3 separate regions of the Mus musculus genome follow, and regions 2 and 3 are each linked to region 1. The links are chromatin contacts, called in public ChIA-PET and promoter capture Hi-C maps. All regions are on one chromosome and are shown on one strand. Each heading gives the region's core, a stretch centred on a gene start, on an enhancer-like site or on the middle of the called end of the contact. The rest is flanking DNA. Distances are from core to core; before and after follow the strand shown. Region 1 holds the start of Dido1 (death inducer-obliterator 1). Region 2 holds the start of Rtel1 (regulator of telomere elongation helicase 1). Region 3 holds the start of Fndc11 (fibronectin type III domain containing 11).

Evidence for each region. Promoter capture Hi-C pulls out the DNA fragments that hold promoters and counts their contacts. ChIA-PET counts read pairs in DNA pulled down with a chosen protein or histone mark.
Region 2: a contact with region 1 is called in a promoter capture Hi-C map of second pharyngeal arch cranial neural crest. The contact joins the promoter of Rtel1 here to the promoter of Dido1 in region 1. A contact is called at or near these places in 5 of 39 promoter capture datasets (cranial neural crest, frontonasal cranial neural crest, liver and 2 more), 3 of 115 datasets of contacts at active chromatin or transcription factors (bone marrow-derived macrophages, embryonic stem cells and memory CD8 T cells) and 1 of 9 other capture datasets (adipose tissue).
Region 3: an RNA polymerase II ChIA-PET map of memory CD8 T cells shows a contact between it and region 1, with 14 read pairs. The contact joins the promoter of Fndc11 here to the promoter of Dido1 in region 1. A contact is called at or near these places in 4 of 115 datasets of contacts at active chromatin or transcription factors (bone marrow-derived macrophages, effector CD8 T cells, embryonic stem cells and 1 more) and 1 of 9 other capture datasets (adipose tissue).

What each region holds. Positions count from the first base shown.
Region 1 is chr2:180,699,349-180,703,869 of GRCm38.p6, reverse strand. It overlaps Dido1 (death inducer-obliterator 1), which reads left to right and starts at 1,768. Exons shown (of 16, transcript NM_175551.4): 1 at 1,768-1,909.
Region 2 is chr2:181,317,629-181,322,149 of GRCm38.p6, reverse strand. It overlaps Rtel1 (regulator of telomere elongation helicase 1), which reads right to left and starts at 2,426. Exons shown (of 34, transcript NM_001001882.3): 1 at 2,294-2,426; 2 at 1,093-1,344. The coding sequence starts at 1,194.
Region 3 is chr2:181,217,273-181,221,793 of GRCm38.p6, reverse strand. Fndc11 (fibronectin type III domain containing 11) reads right to left here and starts at 1,760. Exons shown (of 2, transcript NM_001379472.1): 1 at 1,660-1,760; 2 at 1-400. The coding sequence starts at 390. It also overlaps the pseudogene Gm14398.

The DNA of each region.
Region 1 (4,521 bases), core at 519-3,018:
GCAGCCAATTCTCTTAACTGCTGAGCCATCTCTCTAGCCCCAACCTCTCTCTTTCTATAGGCAGGTTGGCACAGATTCTGTTCTTCTGTCGACTCATCAGTTTGTGACACATGTGCACTCTTTATTTTTTATTTTTCCTTTGAGACTTCTCACAGTGTTTCCCTGGCTGTCTTGATTGGTTTTTATTTGTTTTTGTTTTGTTTTGTTTTGTTCTAAGTATTTCACTCTGTAGCCAAAGCTGTCCTGGAACTCAAAATCTTCCTGCCTCAGCATCCTCAGTGCTTGTAATACAGAGGTCACTACACCTGGTTACAAAGTCTGTAAATTGCTGGGGGTTTTTTGGGCTTTTTTCTGTGCTGCCAGTACCTTGTGCTCTCGGTATTGTGATGGTTGGTGTTGGGTCTCAGCTGTGTATGGATGTAGCACTGCCAGATAAAGATCTGCTGCAAATTGGACCCTGCTGTTTTTAAAGTGAAATCGAAGACTGGTGCTTTACTCTATTGCCCTCCGTGCAAAGCAGCTGGTGATTTGTTATCGGATTCTTCAGTGCTGTGCAAGTAAACGCATTTTATCTAAAGTTAGCTGTTACAGATTACTCCATGCCTAGCATGGCCCTAGGGTGGCTCTGGGTTCCATCTCCAGCACTGCACATAATAAAATGAACTGTAAGTTAAATGTTGGGTTTTAGTTTTTTATATTTAAAAATGTTTATTTAATGTGTATGAATGGTCTGCTTTTATGTATGTGTACATGCAGTGGGTGCCTGATGCCTGAGGAGGGCACTGGATCCCCAGAACTGGAGTTGTTTGGCCGCTTGTGGATGCTGGGAACTTATTTCAAGGGCAGAGTTGAGTAATCAGGGTAGGCTCCTCCTTGACTAGAATCTGAAAGGTGGTATTGAAGGATCTCACCAAGGGAAGCAGAAGCAGCCTTCTACTGTACTGAAGGAAGCCCCATGAGCTGTCATGTAATCTTGGGAAATGTTAGAAAGAAAACTACTCAAGACCTGGGCTTCTGAATGGAGCATTGGAGGCCTCTACAATGTGAGAGAGGCCTTACTAGACCGGAGCACATGTTTGTTACAGGAAGCCGAAGTTAGAGTCCAGAAGAATGGCTTCCTAGCGTTGTGTCTGTGTGCTTACATAAATAAGAAGCTGGTTGTATGGGGCAAAGCTGAGCGTCTATCCCGGCATTAACTGCCCTCAGAGCAATGTGGCTAGTGTTCACGTTGCGACCTCTTTCTGGTTTCCTTAAGTAATATGGGGGACAGTGAAGGAATATCACTGTAGTTAGCGCTAGGGGGGGAAATTCTTAAATGCCTTCGTGAGGGGACTGGGGGTGGGGCCCTTGTAGGCACGAATGCCTGGACTTTGGCTCCTGGTCCATTTTTAGGAAGAAATGGACGGGGCAAGGAGTAAAGGATAGTATGAGGGAGTGAGTCCCTGTAGGGCTGGCGCCCCTCCCCGCTCTGCACACGCCCTGCCATAGGCGAGAGCTGCAGGGCTTTGAGGTTTTCCTGGCTCCTTCCCACCGGAATCCGGTGCTGGTTTGTTCCGAAGCACCAGTCCCTGCAGACACAGAGTTTAAGCTTTTGGAATGCTGGGCCGGGTGCTGTTCAAGGATAGCTGGAGGAACCTTTTAGTGGCATTGGCTCCCAGCTTAGCCCCTTAGTTCGGGACGCGGGAATCTGTCAAGCGTGCCCGGCCAACCAGGCTGGCGCTCCGGGGAACCCGGGTGGCGCATGCGTGCAAGAAGGGCGGCACAGCCGCTCTAGCCTCGCCGTAGCTCGGTGGCCGGTCGATTTCTTCCGCTTGCCGCGCGGCCTACCACTCTAGGACGGTAGTCTCGCTGGTCTCTGCTCTATATCCGTGGTAGCTCTGGAAATGGCTGCGGGATCCCGGCGGCCGGGGTAAGTGACTCTGTACTGTGAAGGAGGGCGGAAGCCGTGTGGACCCGAACGGCACTTGGACTCCGGACAAGGTGGAGCGGCGCCATGCCGGCAGCCTAGTTCCAGCGAGCGGCGCCGATGGCGCCGAGAAAATGGCGTCGCGGCCCGCGGGGCCCTTTCCGGCCCCGGGCTGAGGGATCGCGGTGGAGCGCGCGAGGCCGGCCGGCCGGGCGGGCGGTCTGCGTCTGGTTTCTGCCGAAATCACCGGTTGTCTTGTGTAGTCCAAGATGGTCTGGGTCTGGGAGGCTGTGGAGCCCTTGATTCTGAGTCGGAGTTAGGGGCCCAGCCTCCCGAGGCCGCAGGTTCTCGACACTTGCGGTAGGGCATTCGTGGTAGGACGTGACTGGGCCTGGGCGCGAATTTGCGGGTGTACGAGCAGATATCTCATGGGGGACTTCGGGGAAGATCCAGCCTCAGCCCTGTGTAGGGCCTGGGCGTTGTCTGGGCGCTCATTGCCTCTTGCCAGTGTTGGTGGCCAGGTGTGTGTTAATGTAGATTGATCTCAACAGTGACTCTTGAGTAAGAGGCCCTGGGTTTGATTGGGAATGTTGTGTATATTTGATTTTCCACAAAAGGATGCTCCTTGTTACACTTGTCAGGCAAACTCAGTTGTGTAAGGATGACAAACAGCACACAAAAAAGATTGTGTAATTGATGACCCCTGCCAGCACTCATGACCAGCACTTTCCTCCTGCCAATCAGTGCATGTGTAGCATCATAATAGCTTGTTGAGAACGTGTGCTAGGGGACCTGAGGAGAGCTCAGGTAGGTCTTGAAGGCGAGGTGGGATGTCTTCCTGCCTTCTGTCGTTCGCAGAAGTTTTCTACTGTCAGAAAAGCTCTCTGTACCTCTTCTGGTAGGTATTGTCTTAATAGGCTAAAGAGTCTTAATTCAGTCAGTGCTGAGCACCTCAAGTAATGATTTCTCTTCAGCATATGAGTACTGTCTGTGCCAGGCTGTACACTTCTGTCAGCACAGCATGTTTTACCATGTTACACATCTGCCCTTCGATACTAGGTGACTTCGGTTTAACCCAGAAGAGCAAAGATTCATGTTGCACTTAGATCCTTACATAGTGATCCGTGTTGTAGAATCTGTTTCTTATGCTCAAGCCCCAACTAAGAAATTGTTGCTGAGTGGAGTCTCCTTTAAGTCTTAGATGACTGGGTCCTTTATAGAAACCCAGTAGTCTCTGAGGTTTTGTGTTGATTCGGTTACAAAGGTTGTGTGATTTGCAGCCAGTGATAGTGAGCTCTTTGGAAAGAGGAGGTCAAAGCCCAAAGTCTGAGTTGTGCTCATTTGTTCTGAGTGTGCAGGCTCGCCTGTGAGACAGAACATGTTGACAAGGCTTTAGTTTATTTTCTTAGTGGTCATTTTGAGACCTTTATAAGGGAATGTGAGTGGGCAATTTACATAGTTTTAAAGACTAATTCTGGCCGGGCAGTGGTGGCACACGCCTTTAATCCCAGCACTTGGGAGGCAGAGGCAGGTGGATTTCTGAGTTCGAGGCCAGCCTGGTCTACAGAGTGAGTTCCAGGACAGCCAGGGCTACACAGAGAAACCCTGTCTCGAAAGAACAAAACAAAAGAATAATTCCGAAGGTTGGAAAGATGGCTCAGCTGTTAGGTGTCCCTGTTTCTCTTCTATAGAACCAGAGCTTGGTTCAAGTGTCACCTGAGGGCTGACAACCATGTCTAACTCCAGCTTTGGGAAATCCCATGCCTACTGGCAACTATGGGCACCTTGCACACAGGTGGCAGACACATTTAAAAATGATTAATTCTATGCTTGTGTTTATACAGTTTATTCCTAGGTGTTGTCTGACTGTTAGGGATAGAAAGTACAGTTTATTGGAACAGGAGCAGGAATTAGGAGCTATATCCAGACGGCCTTCCCCTGAGAAGCTTGGTAGGCACTGTCAGGATTTGTTAAATTGTAATTTAAAAGCATATGTTTGGGTCTGAAGTAGCCTTCTTGTTGCTTGTTTAAATTTGTGTTAATGTCTAGGAAGTACTGGGTGTTGCTGCTCTGACTGGCTTGAAAATAGAGTTCAGCTGAGCTGCAATAGACAATACAGGAAGCCCTGCTAGAATTCAGTGTTGGACTTCATTATCCTACCCTCCCCCATCCACCAAAGGACGGGGGGGGGGGGGGGGGGGACACGGACCCATGTATTGTCTCCTACGAATCTTAGAGAAGGAAAGGAAGGCTCCAGTTGAAACACAGCTCCTTACTTGAGTTTCAGGAGCCTCTTGGGCTTTGGCCTGAACTTAGGTAGCAAGCTTTACAGCCTCCTCAGAGTAATGGCTGAACCTGAGTTAGGAGGGAAGGGATGGGATGGGATCCAATTGGGTCTACTTAGGGCCCTTGTGAATCTTAGCTAGATAGAAAGGGTGCTTTATACAGACAGACAGACAGCAGTTGTGGAAGCTCTGTGCTCAGTCCCCAAACTAAACTCCAGGGTCTTTATACTAAAAAGTTCCTGGTGACACTGAAGAGCCTTTATGAGTACTGACTGATTTTACAGCCGATACATTTAAGCCGTTTACTCACTGTAGAACACTTTCAGTTGA
Region 2 (4,521 bases), core at 1,177-3,676, 620 kb before region 1:
CACAGAGGCAAACAGATATCTGTGAGTTTGAGGCCAGGCTGGTCTACATAGTAAGTTGTAGAACAGCCAGGGCTAAGTAAAGAAACCATCTCAGAAAAACAAAAACCGCCCTCATTAGCAAAATAATTTCAGAGCATTTCTCCAAATATGACAGAAAATTTCAGCCTAATATAGTCAGATGACTAATCAGGTGCTAAGTCTCAAAATAGGAAACTGCTCTACAATTCTGGATATAGGCATTCACCATATTTGAACAGAATTTGATGTCTTCTGTCCCAGATATCAGATAGAAGCCTGAAGAAGACATTTGAGGAAAAAGTGATTCAAATACAAAAAGGCAACCTCAAGAAACTCAGTAGAAAGCTAAAAACTCCACACCCCTAAGATTTAAAGACTTTTTCCAGGGTTCAAACACAAAAGTCAGCCACAGTAATACATGCCTTTAGCCCTAGCATGCTGAAGGCAGAGACAGACAGATCTCTGTGAGTTGAAGCTAGCCTGGCTTATCCAGAACACCTAGGCTAAAAGTTAGATCCTGTCTCAAAAATAAAATAAATAAATCAAAGTCTCATTTTAAAACTTTCCAAGGGCTGGAGAGATGGCTCAGCGGTTAAGAGCACCGACTGCTCTTATGAAGGTCGTGAATTCAAATCCCAGCAACCACATGGTGGCCCACAACTGTCCATAACAAGATCTGATGCCCTCTTCTGGAGTGTCTGAAGACAGCTACAGTGTACTTACATACAATCAATAAATAAATCTAAAAAGAAAAAAAAAACTTTCCAAAACATTTTCCCCAAACGGTGAAAGCTGGGTATTCCTGCTCCTCTGCATAGAAATGTGCCTCCTAAGCCCATTCCTTATCAAATAGACCCAGCACAAACACCACCTACTCAGAAAGGACAGCAATACATTCTCAAAGTTATCCCTCTCTATAACTATCTCTTTTGTTCACTTGTTATAGTCTCCAACCAAAGAATGCAGACAAACCCAGTCTGGAATGGATGAGGGTAGGGCTACAGTAGGGGTTTGCTGAAGGTATGCCCTCATTGCCCCCTCTCTAAATTACTGTCTTGAGCTTTGTAGCTTTACCTTCTGGAGACATTCTAGCACCTTGGTCATATATTCCTGTTGGCATGGGTAGGGCTGGAAAGGAAAATCCACTGTCACACCATTCAGGACTACCCTGGGCATATCAGCCTATACTGAGGAAGACACGGTGGTAGGCCAAGATGCAGGCTGTCTGGGTCTGTGAGACAAACCCCTCTGATCATCTCAGTGTTTCAGCCACTCCAGGTAAGTGTTGGCAGCATGTGGCATCAGGTTTCCCTCTGTAAGAATTCCCTACAACACAGATAAGAAGAAATCAGCCTTTGTAGCCACAGACCATTACACCAATCATTTTAGGAAGCTGTCCTTGTAGGGTCAGAAAATCTGTTATTTCCCTATCAAAAGGTGCTTAGAGCCTATCATGGTGGCACACGCCTTTAATCTCAGCTCTCAGGAGGCAGAGGCAGGGGTATCTCTTAAGTTCGAAGCCAGCATGTCCAGGGAGTTCCAGGACAGCCAGGGCTATGTAGACCCTGTCTCAAAAAATAAAAAGGAGCTTAGAGATCTAAAGATGATCCCCTGGCTCACCCAATTCCATCCTAGACTGAAAAGCAAAGCAAAGCAAAAACCCAATGTAGTTATCAAAACAAGCACATTTTCAGCACTCTACCTGCAACTCTTCAAAAAGTCTGTGACTAAGAACCTAGGAGCATCCCCTTGTGGCCTGGACCTGAACACAAAAGCGTGGAATGTCTCCAACCTTTGATGCTCTTAAGATTGGGGTCATGCATCATTCGGTCCAGGTGTGCACCCGAATGCAAATAAAGTAGTAAAACAGGCAGGGCGTGGTGCTCCAGCCTTAGTTCCCAGCACTCAGGAGGAAAAAACAGATGGATCTCTGAGTTCGAGACCAGCATGGTCTGCAGAGCGAGTTCCAGGACAGCCAGGAATACACAGTGACATCCTGACACGCAAAACCAAAACCAACCAAACAAAGGTAGCAAAACAGAATCATGATCTGTTCAGCCCTCCGCAAGTCACTAAACTTCTCCAGACCTCCAAGTCTACTGACAGGCGAAAATCTATCCGCCGTCTTGGAACTAGCCCAGGGAGGCGCCTCTAGCTAGACACTGGCAGCAAGAGCCCGGGACCCAGAATGCACCGCGGCACTTCAGAACTAGCGAGTGCGTGATCTATGACCTCTATCCACTCAGATAAAACTGTCAAGCGACTCCCAGCTCACTTGTCTCGGTAGGGCTGCCTTTCAAAGTCCGGTATCAAACAACTGTAAAGACACGGATCCCGCGTGCTCCGCAGTCCGCTGATTGGAACTTCGCGGGCAGATCCGTGTAGCCACGCCTAAATGCTACACTTCCGTTTCCTCCCTTCCGGTCCGCTACTTTGCACCCGGGCGGAAACCGGGTTCCGCGACTTCTGAGTCAGCAGGTTCCCTCGCCTCTGGACGCCAGGGGGCTGGGGGCTGGGGGGTGGGGCTTCGTGCAGTGGACCTGGCCTCATCTCTGTATTCTATCCAAAGCACTTAATATCGTCTAGAGTCTCGCTTGTCTCCCACTCTTTTTGCTTGTTTGTTTCGAAACAGGTTTTCTCTCTGTAGCCTTGATTGCCCTAGAGCTCACTCTGTAGACCAGGTTGACCTGCCTCTTCCAAGTGCTGGGATGAAAGGCGTGCACGCCCGGACACTCATCCCCACTTTTGCATTATAAGCTCCATCTTCTGGAATCTACTAGTTCATTTGGCCAGGCCACTTACATTGTCCGCACAACTAAACAAATCTAAAGCTTTCTTGTGGTTACTGACCTCAAGTCACAAAAGGCATCTTTTCACAGCTGGAGTATATAAAATCCAAATGGCTGCATCTTACCTAGACCCCCACCCCACATTAAGAGTTCTCACTGCCTCCTCTCTCACCCAGGGTCCAGCTTATTTTCCAATCAGTGTCTGCTAGCTGTCAGGTGAGTTCCTCTAAATCTCTAGCACCTAGCACTAGCTGACAGTCAACAAGGAGCTCCAGGGAAGAGAGAGCTGCAAAGTCCTTCAGGGCGGTGCTGACATCAGAGGTGTTTGTTTATTTCAGGCAATCCCAATAGGTATTAGAAAGAAATTGACATTTCAGTGGCTGGCTCTCCACTACTAATAGATACTTGTTTCAGAGCTTCTCTTTAATACCCAGGTAGTTTCCCACAGAAATGCCCATACTTGTGCATGTGAGATCATACTTACAGAACACCCTGACAAACCTATAGATTTCCTTCAGACCCTCATCTCTTATTGGGAATTTGAAGATGAAGGAGGCCACACACACTGGGATGGCACCAATTCCAGGCAAAACTTTCTGGGCTACTAGTGAAGCTGAGACATGAGCTGATTCATCTGCTGCTTGGGTTCACATCAAGACAAGTCTAGTTCACAGCACATAGGTAGTTGCTTTGAGGCAGCATGCCCAGCTTATAATGAAACTATCCTGGAAGGAATGAATATATTCTAAGAGATGCATATGATCTTCCTTTTGACTATCAGGCCATTTAAACAATGGACCCCCCAGAAATTGGAATTCCCCAGGAAAGGAAGGAAAAGAGTGAGGGGTACCAGACAGAGAAGGGACTCTTCTTAGGGAAGAAGATTTTATGCAGTTATGACAACTTGTCAGACCACTGTGGCAAAGAGACTGAAGCTAGAGATGATGGTTAGGACCCAAGGCTGCATAGTAATGTACACATCATCCAAATAAACCTAAGGATCAGAGCTGTAAGGATCATTTGGGAGATAATTGGACTTCACTGTTCCTCTGCCCAGTGTTGCCATATTGAAAAAAAAAAATCCTAGCTGGGCGGTGGTGGCACACGCCTTTGATCCCAGCACTTGGGAGGCAGAGGCAGGAGAATATCTGAGTTGGAGGCCAGCCTGGTCTACAAAGTGAGTTCCAGGACAGCCAGGACTATACAGAGAAACCCTGTCTCGAAAAAAACCAAAACAAAACAAAAAAATCCTTTTCTATTTTCACTATTACATTGTCTACTTTTTTTTTCCTCTGTGAATAAAACACTATCTCAATTATAGGGTAGATGTAAACCAACCACACATAAGATTGTGATAAGTATAAAGAAGAGAAATTATATTAAAGGGTTCCCCTGACTAGAGGCCAGGAAAGACTTCCATGAAGACTGTTGTGGGAATATTTTGGGAAAAGCTATGTTGCGCTTAGCTATAGGACTTAGTCATAGCAAATCTTCTAGAAAGTAAGGAACTAAAACAGGCTAATAAGAACTGAGTAAAGAGACATTAATCTAAGGACTCCCGCTATGTTCAAGAGTATATTAATGGCCGGGCGTGGTGGCATACGCCTTTAATCCCAGCACTCAGGAGGTAGAGGCAGGTGGATTTCTGAGTTCGAGGCCAGCCTGGTCTACAAAGTGAGTTCCAGGACATCCAGGGCTACACAGAGAAACCCTG
Region 3 (4,521 bases), core at 511-3,010, 520 kb before region 1:
CCCAAGCAGGAGGAGCTGGATCTTGGTCTGTGCTGTGCCCACCTTCTTCATGCGCTGGAACTTCCAGGGATCAATGAGCTGGAACATGGTGTTAGGTAGCACCAGCGGGTTCTGGTCACCCAGGGCCAGGTGCTTAGGGAGAATCTCAATGTAGTAGGAGCACTTCTTGAGCAGCTGCATGCGGGCATGGTGGCGCTTGAGCAACTGGGGGCTCAGGTCTGTGGTCAGGAACTCACGCAGCACGTTGCGGCGCTCCATGTATGTCCTCCAAGCCTCTGGCTCCAGCAGCTGCTGGTCCTCTGCCTCCTCCACCTCCTCTGCGTCCAGGAAGGAATGTGGACTGTCCAGCTTCATTTTGTCCAGGGCCAGGCCTGTCACCTGGAAGTTCATTGTCTGGGAGCTGAGGGTAAGAACTAGGCATCAGCTGTGACCGTCAGATTGGCTCTGCCCCTCATCAGCCTCTGCCCCATAATGGCTTTTGCTCTCCCCTGGGACACAGCTTTCTGATCAGAGACCCCTGGAGGGGACAGAATAGTGGGCTGGGTACTGGGCAAAAGCAGATGATAAACGGGAAACTTCTATCAAGGGGCCAATAGTATTTTGTGGCGATGAGCTAATGGGGCTTATCAGACAGAGTGGGCTACAGGGACCAGAGTAGCCTGGGGAGAAGCTCTGGGATGTTGATTAGTTTTGAGACAGATCATAAGTCTCAGGTTCCTCACCTAACACAGGTCTGTGCCCAAGCTTAGGGTGATTCCCCATGCTTCCCAGTACTCTCCAGAGACCAGGTACACTGCAGGGGTGCAATGCTCAGGGACCAGGCTAACCAAAGACAAGACTCTACATCATCCTCACATAAAGGGGGGGGGGGGGACCTTGTGTGGCTAAGAACAGGGTAGATCCTCTCCCACCATCTCACAGATGGGGGTTGGGGGGAGTCTAACGCTAAAGCTTGTTAGGTTGGTCTTCCTTCATGGTCACTTTTGATTTTGACAGAACATCTCAGTCTGTTGTTCAGGCTGCCCTCCAACTCCTGTGCTCAAGCAGTCTTGGGACTCCAGGGGTGTATGCTCCTGTACCCAGTTTATCCCAAAGCTGGAACTGTTGACTCCAGAGTCAGCCCTCCTCTCCTTGTCCCCATACCTTTCCCCCAAATCTGGTTGTCTGTGGAGAGGCTGGTGTGCCACAAAGCCCAGTAGCCAGAGATCCCTGGAGAAGGTACCAACCTCCTGCTAGCTGTCCCTGGCACTGGGCCAGTGGCTTCACTTGGAAATCTCAGTTTGTGGAAACTGGGCTTGGATGAGCAAGAAACAGAGCTAAGAGACTGGATGACTACCTCAAAACCACACAGCTGGATAGTAAGATTGATCATGTCCCAAAGACTAATTCAAAGTGATTTGTGTGAATGGTGGTGCGTGCCGGGGGTGGGGGGTGGGGGGGGTTAGAACAGGCATCTGAGACAGCAGAGAATGGTTCCTGGCTGAATGCTAGCTGAGATCAGGGCCCCAAGACCCTGAGTCAACAGTTCATGGCCGCTAGAAAGCTCAATGGAAGTCTCCATAACTACTTCCCCATCTAAGCTATTCTATCACCCCTCCCCCTCCGTGGAGACTACCCACCCCGAGCTTCTGGGCACACCTCCTAAACTCCTCTACCTACCACTCCTCTTCCGGATCACCTCCGTGAGCCCCAGCCCCGCTCTGCAAGTGCCTGGCCGCCCGCTTCCTGTGCGGAGCCCAGCCAGAGCTGCAGGGTGCACTGCCAGATCCGCTCCCCCTGCCAAAGGCCTACTTGTTGCCATGGGAACCACTGGCCCTTGTGACGCTGTGCACATCCGGCCCAGGTGTAAGGAGCTCTTGATTTGAAGGCTAAATTTTGATATACGGCAGCAGCGATTTATGTCCAGGGCCTCACGGACTCGAAACAAACTCAACTTCAGCCCGCGCCACGGGCTAGTGGAATTGTTCCTCGGCATCGTGTTTCGCAGCAGTCCAGGAGCCTGCGGTGGCTGGGTCAGCAGCTTGGCTTGCAATGGGATTCTATGCAACGCAGGAAACTGGTGTCTTTGAGTGGGACAGAGCTGGCTGCTGGGACTCAAGAAGCCAGCAGATGCCAGTGGAGTGCAGGGAAGGGCCACCTGTTTGACATTCCAAGCCAAGCAGCCGCCTATGGGTCTCAAAGACGATGAGAAAGGAAGTGATATAGCAGCAGATGGCTAGGATCTCCTTAGCAAGCAGTCAGCAAGGTGAAGGGGTCTGGTTTTCCCAGGCCTCCAGAAACTCATGCCCTGTCCCCTCCAGTCTGAATAAACGGAGTCCATAGCTCTAGGAATCCTCAAAGGAATCCCCAAGTTGCAGTCTCATACTCCAAACTGGGCTTTGGACCCCTAGATTTAACACCCAGGTCCTTCCTCTTTATGAGCTAGCTTGGGGTTACTCCTAGCAAGGGTCTCAGGGTCTCAGCCACCTGAAAGCTGCTGACTCTTTTCCACTCGGTCAGTCCTTCTAGATTGGGTTTGTCTGGACTGAGTTACCTGGTTGTAACTCAAGTTTGCTACCAACTTGAATTATAGCTAGAGCTCCCAGCCCTCCTGATGGCATCTGACGGTGCTGGGGAATAGTTTTCCTATCTGTCAACCTATATTGGCTACAGACCTCAGAGGCCCCAGAGGGGGAGGGGGAGGAGGGAGAAGCGATGGGTGCTGGCTCTGTGCTCATCTAGGCTAGTTAGTCATGGTGGCCAGTTTGAGGGAGAAAGGGATGCCATCTGAAGGTCCAGGAGGGAAACTGGCCCCTGGGGAGTAGAAGAGAATAAAAAGCAGCAGGAAGAATACCAGCGCCCAGCTCTTCCTCAGGAAGGAGATGGGTGAGGCTCACTACCCTGTTCTTAGGGGTTGGGCTTGCTCTGGGTCTGTGAAAGCTGCTCTGCTCCACTTGATCGGTCTTTTTTTTTTTTTTTCCCAGTCCTAGTTTTAAAATTTTTAATTTTTTAGATTGATTTTTATGTATATGAGCATTTTACCTGCATGCCTGGTTCCCACAGAAGGCTGGTACCCACAGAGGTAGGAAGAGGACATTGGATCCCCTGGAACTGGAGTTAGGGATGGTTTTTATTTTTCTTTCTCTTTCTTTCTTTCTTTCTTTCTTCCTTCCTTTCTTTCTTTCTTTCTTTCTTTCTTTCTTTCTTTCTTTCTTTCTTTCAAGATTGATACATTTATTTTATGTGAGTACATGGTTGCTCTCTTCAGACACACAGGAAAGGGCATTACATTTCATTACAGATGGTTGTGAGCCACCATGGTTGCTGGGAATTGAACTCATGACCTCTGGAAGAGCAGTCAGTGCTCTTAACCGCTAAGCCATCTCTCCAGCCCTATTTCTTTCTTTTTAATTCTTTATTTTATGCTCAGTAATGTTTTGCTTGTATGTAAATCTGTGTGAGGGTGTCAGAAGCCCTGGGACTAAAATTATAGACAGGTTTGAGTCCCTATGTAGGTGCTAGAAATTGAACTTGGGTCCTCTGGAAGAGCAGCCTGTGCTGTTAACTGCTGAGCCATCTCTCCAGACCACAGGTGGTTTTTTGTTTTTTTGTTTTTTTGTTTTTGAAAAGTTAAAAATTCCTTAATTTTTTATTCCTGGTACCACTACCACAATTTACAGGGCAATATACCTGATGTAATGAAAAGAAAAAGAAAAAGACAAAGCTACAACAGATAAAAGACCTCAGGAATGTACATCTAATTGACACTACATTGCATTAATCAATAGCTGTACTTTTTGCAAACTGTGGCTATGACAGTCCTGAACAAGAAGGGTTTCCTGTTTAAGCTGCAGTAACTTTTCTGACTATGGATCATTGTTCCTTCTGTGGCAGATTTTTACAGTTCCTCTAATGCATTTGGGACGACTGTCTCAAAGTGACCTGCAGCTTTCCTGACAACTCCTTGCTCTCTCTCCTGCTAAGAACTGTAGCCATTTCTGTTTTATTTTAAAACCTTCTGCTACCATATCCCCCACTTCCACCTCCAGATCCATAGCCACCACCATAGGGACTGCCTGAGCTTCTTCCACCAAAACTGCCCCCCTTCATGGGTCCATAATTTGATTGTTGCTGTCCACTATAATTTCTAAAGTCATTATAGTTTCCACCACCACCATAGTTACCTCCACCAAAATTTTCTCCTTCATTGTAACCATCATAGCCTCCTCCTCCTCACCATATCCACCACCCTGGTTTCCATATCCTGGTCCACCACCTCCATAACCTCCTCTACTACTGTAACCAGGACCACCACCATAGTTGCCACCATCACCTCCAAATCCATTATATCCACCATCACCACCTCCATAACTACCTCTGTTGCCACCACCTCCACCACCATAGCCACCTCTTCCACCAAAGTTTCCTCCACAACCAAAGTTTCCTCCACCACCTCCAAAGTTTCCTCCACGACCCATAAAGTTGCCAGGTCCACCTCCACGACCTCTCTGTGATCCAGCAGACTGCATCTCTTGTTTAGAA